Regions from separate parts of the Danio rerio genome. Here region 2 is linked to region 1. The links are chromatin contacts, called in public Micro-C maps. All regions are on one chromosome and are shown on one strand. The core of a region is the stretch at or near the end of the contact, and the rest is flanking DNA. Distances in the headings are between cores, read along the strand shown.

Region 1 (3,101 bases), core at 567-3,066:
TACAAAATAACTTGTTTTTGTTGTGTGTTTGCATGTGTGTGTCTGTCTGTGTGTGTGTGTGTGTGTTTTCCCCAATTTCTGTTTAATGGAGAGAAGTTTTTTTCAACATTTTAAAAGCTTTAATAGTTTATTTTTAATAAACTAAGTTTGTTAAAACTTTAGTTTTATTTACTCATTTCTAATAACTGATTTATTGTATCTTTGCCATGATTACAGTAAATAATATTTTACTTGATATTTTTCAAGATACTTCTATACAGTTTAAAGTGACATTTAAAGGCTTAATTAGGTTTATTAGGTTAACTAGGCAGGTTAGGGTAATTAGTCGATGTCGACAAAAAATTTGCGTAAAGGGGCTAATAATTTTGACCTTAAAATGTTATTTTTTTTATTATTATTAAAACTGCTTTTATTCTAGCCATAATTAAACCAATAATAGAAAAAAATATTAACAGACATACTGTGAACATTTCCTTGCTCTGTTAAACATAATTTGGGAAATATTTAAAAAAGAAAAAAAAAAAAAAAATCGAAGGAGGCTAATAATTCTGACTTTTTTTATTCTTTTATCATTATTCTTTTATACATATAGAGTGGCATTTCTTGCAAATTGATTTTAATAGTAGCCTATTTACGTATTTATACTCAGGTTACAGTTACTTAGTTAGGCTGTCTAACATCCTGCACTTACTCTTAACAAATGAATCGAAAATCTTGCAACTTAAAAGGACCTTTTTGCAAATCCATTAGAGGTAAATAGTGATTCATTCTTCAATCTAGCATGTCAAGATTGCATTCAGCAGAAAACAAACTGAACTCATACAGTATTATCAAAGTGAGTGATTTGTGGTGTTGGGTCAACTTCTGATAATCTTCATCGGTACAGCGTTATATAATTCATCCCTGACTGAATCAAATTTAACAGACCTGAGAGCTGTGTGGGTTCAGTTTGGTCCAGAGTCTGATTCATTTCAAAGGCATCTGAGGAGAGAATGTACAAAAGGGGAAGGAAAAACTTAGTTAGTAGTACTAGTGAGCAGTGTTGGGGGATGTTTCTTTAAAAGTTTTTTATTACAATCTTGAGGCACTTACAAAATAACTAAATGTGTTATTACTTTATTTTAAAAGTATCTTATTTTTGAATATTAACTATAAACTATTAGTTTTTTTTATTCCCCCATCTCAACTAGGTTTATAATTGTAATAGTATATTAGCCTACTTTTAAAAGAAACTTTCCCTAACATGAAAAATAGCATTTAAGCAAATTAGCAAAATTTAACAGGAAAACAAAACATTCTTACCCTTAAGAAAATGTATCAAATCTTCACCCCCATCTAGTAAAAACAGACAAATAAAATAAACCATCTTATATTAATTTTCAGTTACTGCTCTTCAGAAAATATTTAGTTGTTAAAAAATCGATTATGGTATTGTCTAAAACTTTACAAAATGACATGAGGTTTACCTCTCATAGCTGCTGAAAACACAGCATTTATAAAGACTAGAAGAGTCAGGGAGCTGCTGATCCTAAGCCAGAATGGAGAACGAAAGGGAAAAATATAACATTTTCCAAAGGTCAACATAAGTGAAACATAAACACACATTTTATATTGTTGAGCTGTGCCTCTCATCGTTCAATATCATTAATTTTACACCAGCCATCATAAAACAATCCTACATATTTGAACATTAGTAACACAGATACTGAATTTCATGGTGGAAAATGCTGACTAAACATCTTGACAAAACTCAGGCAAAATAGAAGAGAGTAACTTACAGCTTCATTCTGAGGGCTGATGTCCTTCTGAGGGGTTCATGTGTCATTTGTGGCTTTAAATGCTTGATCTGGACAATAGGGTCACAGGTGAGCAGTTAAGGGACACTGGAGATGAGGCCTTAGAAACCAGCAAATACTCTCGGCCTGAATGGCAGGTGTGTTTTCTAATAATAAAGGGGATGAATTTCCCCCATGGCATTTCCTTCCTTCACAGAGAAGGATTTTGTTTGTACCATTGTGACAAATCCATTAGATTAAAGGCTTTTCTTGTCTATTCAGTGTTTACAATCCACAGAAAGGAGTTGAAGAAGTTTAAATTAACACAGGTTGGGGGGGGGGGGGTTTAGATGATAAAGAATCAAGAATGATGAATATGGTGACCAATTCAAGTTAAACAACTGATGTAATTAAGTTAAGAATATTCAAATACTTACTGTCGGGCACAAATCCATGTTTTCAATCACAATTTTAAGGTATACTGTAAATATTTTCTTAACAATTATTGTTACAAGCAGCTAAATTAAAATGTTAATGTAAACCTTGAGGGACAGTTCTACCAGTGAGATGATTTTGGCATTGTTTACTCACTCAAAACTGTTTTGAGTTTCTTTCTTTTTAACACAAAAGAAGTTCTTGTAAAAAATCCCGGTACCCGGTAACAGTTAACCATCCCAGAATGTTTTCAAATAAGTCAGTCGTTACAGGTATTATTTGGTATTCAACAGAGAAAAAAAAACTCCATGATAGAAGGGGAATATTTTCATATATCATACTTTTATTTTGGGGGGTGAGCTAGGCCTTTAACTAGGAATTATGTTGAAACATTGAACCAAATAATTAATAATTTGTGGTGGTTTGTGGAAGCACATGCAAAACAATAAAAATTTGATTTAGTTTGTGTGTGTGAGAGGGAGACTTAAACAAACTTACCTGTATTCAACCTACACAGCAAAACATGAAAATATACCATTATAACAAATGTAAAACTCGTAATCCGTTTAAAAGCATTATTTAAACATTTTTTTGAAATGGAAAATCTTATATGACCACTAGATGGGAGAAAAGGACCGCCTAACCTATTTGAGCTCTGAAACCTGCTACGCCACAGACGTGCAGAATTCTATTCTTAAAATGAACACTTGTAAGAGGAAAACATCTGAAAACATCATTTGTCCGTCTCATTGTATTGTTTTTAGTCATCTCGGTTTATTTAGGAAAAACGTATTACCTGTATAAAACTGAAATTAGCTTACATAGTAAACATTGTATTAGCTTTCCATAACCCTGTCGAATTTAACATTGTGCAATCATTTTGTAATTTGA
Region 2 (2,842 bases), core at 280-2,779, 190 kb after region 1:
ATGAAGAAGTGCTCAATCTTTTAAATGCCACAGAACCCAAGATTAAATGATCTTGTCACAGGAACCTGATTTTCATTCACATTCTAAATATTAAAAGGCATTTGTATGTTTTTACATATAGGGAACCAGTTCATATTGCAAGACAATATTATACTTCAAACAATTATTCATTTTATCAAATAAAAAATGACCTATTAAGTAAATATTTAGCTACAATTAAGCAACATTGTGTTTTTATCATCATATACCATACACTCACATTTTTCCACTTATATGGATCACATTTTTATCTATTTCCTCATTTATAATCAATTGGCATGGGTTGTCGAGTTTTAAAAATTAATCTTCAAAATGTATTCATACCATTTTTGTAGATAATCCTGGGCCTCGACCCTGGCACCAACCTCGAACGTGATCCCTGGTCGATTTGGAGTTTTTTTGCTCATTTTGAGTATTCTCTAACCAGGTCTTTCTCGAGACTCAAACGCTCTCTCGTCCTGTGGACAAACCTATAAATGCAAAGAGAAGACCTATGAGTCTATACATATAAATCAGCTAAACCACACTGTAAGGTCAAATGTTTGACATTAACATCACCCACTTTATATTAAAAACAGACAAATCTTTGACTCATTTGTAAGTGTAGTATTGTATTTGCAAATCTACGAATAAGCATGCACAGTTTCCAGAGCTCAGCTATTTGTCAAGCTTGCAAAATGTACCTAATCCAGGCCTTTGAATAGTACACTAGTCTAGCATGTTTCCTTATTAGGGAAATTACAATATTTCACAAAAGTCTTAACACTTTAATGTGTTACGAAGCATAACAATTGCATGCAAACAACAGATAAAAACAAAAAAACAAAAAGAACTGTGAATGCATAGGCTTTCAAGCTGGACAGTGGCTAACTGAGCTAACCAGCTACTGTACTTCACTTATGGCAGCTTGGCACACAAAATAAATCCCCATTTTAAACTACTGCAACCACATATATAAAACCGAACTCTCTAAAAAACCCTGATGCAAATTTAATCCTGAAAAAAACAAATGATAATATTAGGAGGGCAGTTTGCTCTTTTTACTGGATTACCATAGCTCGCTAATGCTAGGTACAGAGTAACGAGCTTCTTGTAAATATTTTCCAGCTTGAATACATTTGTCAAGGTTTTCTTGAAAACACTAGTAAACCCGTGAGCATAAACGATACATATCAATATTTAAAAGACAAAACTTTAGGTCAAACCTCTCATTGTCCAGTTAGCACAGCACAGCAGAGCTAGCAAACAGCTAATGCTGTACCAGCTGACTAGCTAAACCGTTCCGAGGGGATAAAACTATGTGCAAAAAAAGATGAAAAAAAAATGACAGGACAGTGTCTTTGTTAACACGACTCGAAGAATGACAGTTGCTTTCTGACCTCCGCTGTATGCGTGACATGTAGATTTACCTTTGCAAATTCATTGAGAGAATAGCAATTAATTCCTATAGTGTATTGTGTTCATTCCAGCTCAGTTAGTTTTAACCAAACTGAACGTGTGCGCGCACGCACGCGACGTACAAAATGCCCGAGGGCACGCGCACCGCAGACCGACACGTGACCAATAATCAGACGCTTTTGTGTTTGTTTTGTTTTGTTGTAAAAGAGACAGTAGCAGTCTTACTTTCGCTTGAAGTTGAAGTGGAGTAGATCTTCTGTGCGACATCTTCGAACTGCTATCAAGTTATACAGATACAAAGAAAGTGGTCAATGTTAAATTCTAAACTTAAAAGCTCACCTCAAAAAAAGTCAAGTGTATTTCTGTTTTTGGAAAATATTCAGTTGTGTTAAATCATAAACAGTGAAAAAAAAGTATATTTTAGTGTTCAGTTCTCTATATAAGAACCTTGGTTTCTGCTTTGTCTTTCATTTTAATTATTTAACTAGCACATAATAAATAGAATTAGCTGACAATTTATGTTTAAACATTAATGATATCAAGTCATGTATAAATTATAGATTAGCATTAATTAATTAATATTAGTTTTAGTATAGATTTATTGATAACTTGGGAGACAAATGAACACCTTTCACCATGTGCAGCTCAGCAGTTTTATTTACAATGATGCTGTTGTTAATTTTAAAACTTTAAAAAAGTATTACATTATCTATGCTATTGTATTTATTTAAAAAAAAATACAAATTTTAAAAAATGTAATCAACTATTTAAAAATCTGAAGCAAATATATTTTCAAGAAAAACATTTATATCGTAGGTACAGCAAATTTACATTGCAGTGAATTTAAACATCCAACGTCTGGTCTGCAGCATATTGTGGTCGTATAACTATCGAAGAGCATAGAATCACCTAAGCTCATTGCTGTATTCTGCTTGTCCAGCATTATTCAAAATCTTTTTGGTGCCATTTTCTAGAATCACTTTTAAAACAAGTAGAAGATATTCATACAGTGTACTGTACTGTAGGTGTTTTGAGCATTTGGTTCTCTGTGGTTCACAACTCAAGATAAAGTTACATAATTAGGCGTTATACAAATTTTACCTGACTCTGGGGTAACTTAGTAAATTGCCATTGTGTAAGGGCATCCATTTCAAAGATCTGGCGTGCAGTTTTATAGTTGTTGTATGTAGAAATATGCAAACTTCAGAATACTTTAAAATATACTTTTAAATATGTTCCGTGTATGACATTTATATTATTAATGTGAAATCCATGGGTGACACGGTGGCACAGTGGTTAGCACTATCACCTAACAGCAAGAAGCTTACTGGTTCGAGTCCCAACTAGGTCAGTTGACATTTCTGTGTGGAGTTTGCATGTTCTCCTTGTGTTCACATGGGTTTCC

The links. A called contact is a pair of places that touch in the nucleus more often than the background predicts.
Region 2: a contact with region 1 is called in a Micro-C map of caudal fin, with 6 times the contacts expected there. The contact joins the promoter of phf20l1 here to the promoter of zgc:194210 in region 1. A contact is called at or near these places in 2 of 18 Hi-C or Micro-C datasets (caudal fin and hematopoietic stem cells) and 1 of 4 datasets of contacts at active chromatin or transcription factors (caudal fin).

The regions. Positions count from the first base shown.
Region 1 is chr16:34,623,055-34,626,155 of GRCz12tu, forward strand. It overlaps zgc:194210, which reads right to left and starts at 1,817. Exons shown (of 14, transcript NM_001130609.1): 1 at 1,779-1,817; 2 at 1,467-1,528; 3 at 1,303-1,335; 4 at 928-981. The coding sequence starts at 1,786.
Region 2 is chr16:34,814,295-34,817,136 of GRCz12tu, forward strand. phf20l1 (PHD finger protein 20 like 1) reads right to left here and starts at 1,530. Exons shown (of 23, transcript XM_073926172.1): 1 at 1,245-1,530; 2 at 364-509. The coding sequence starts at 446.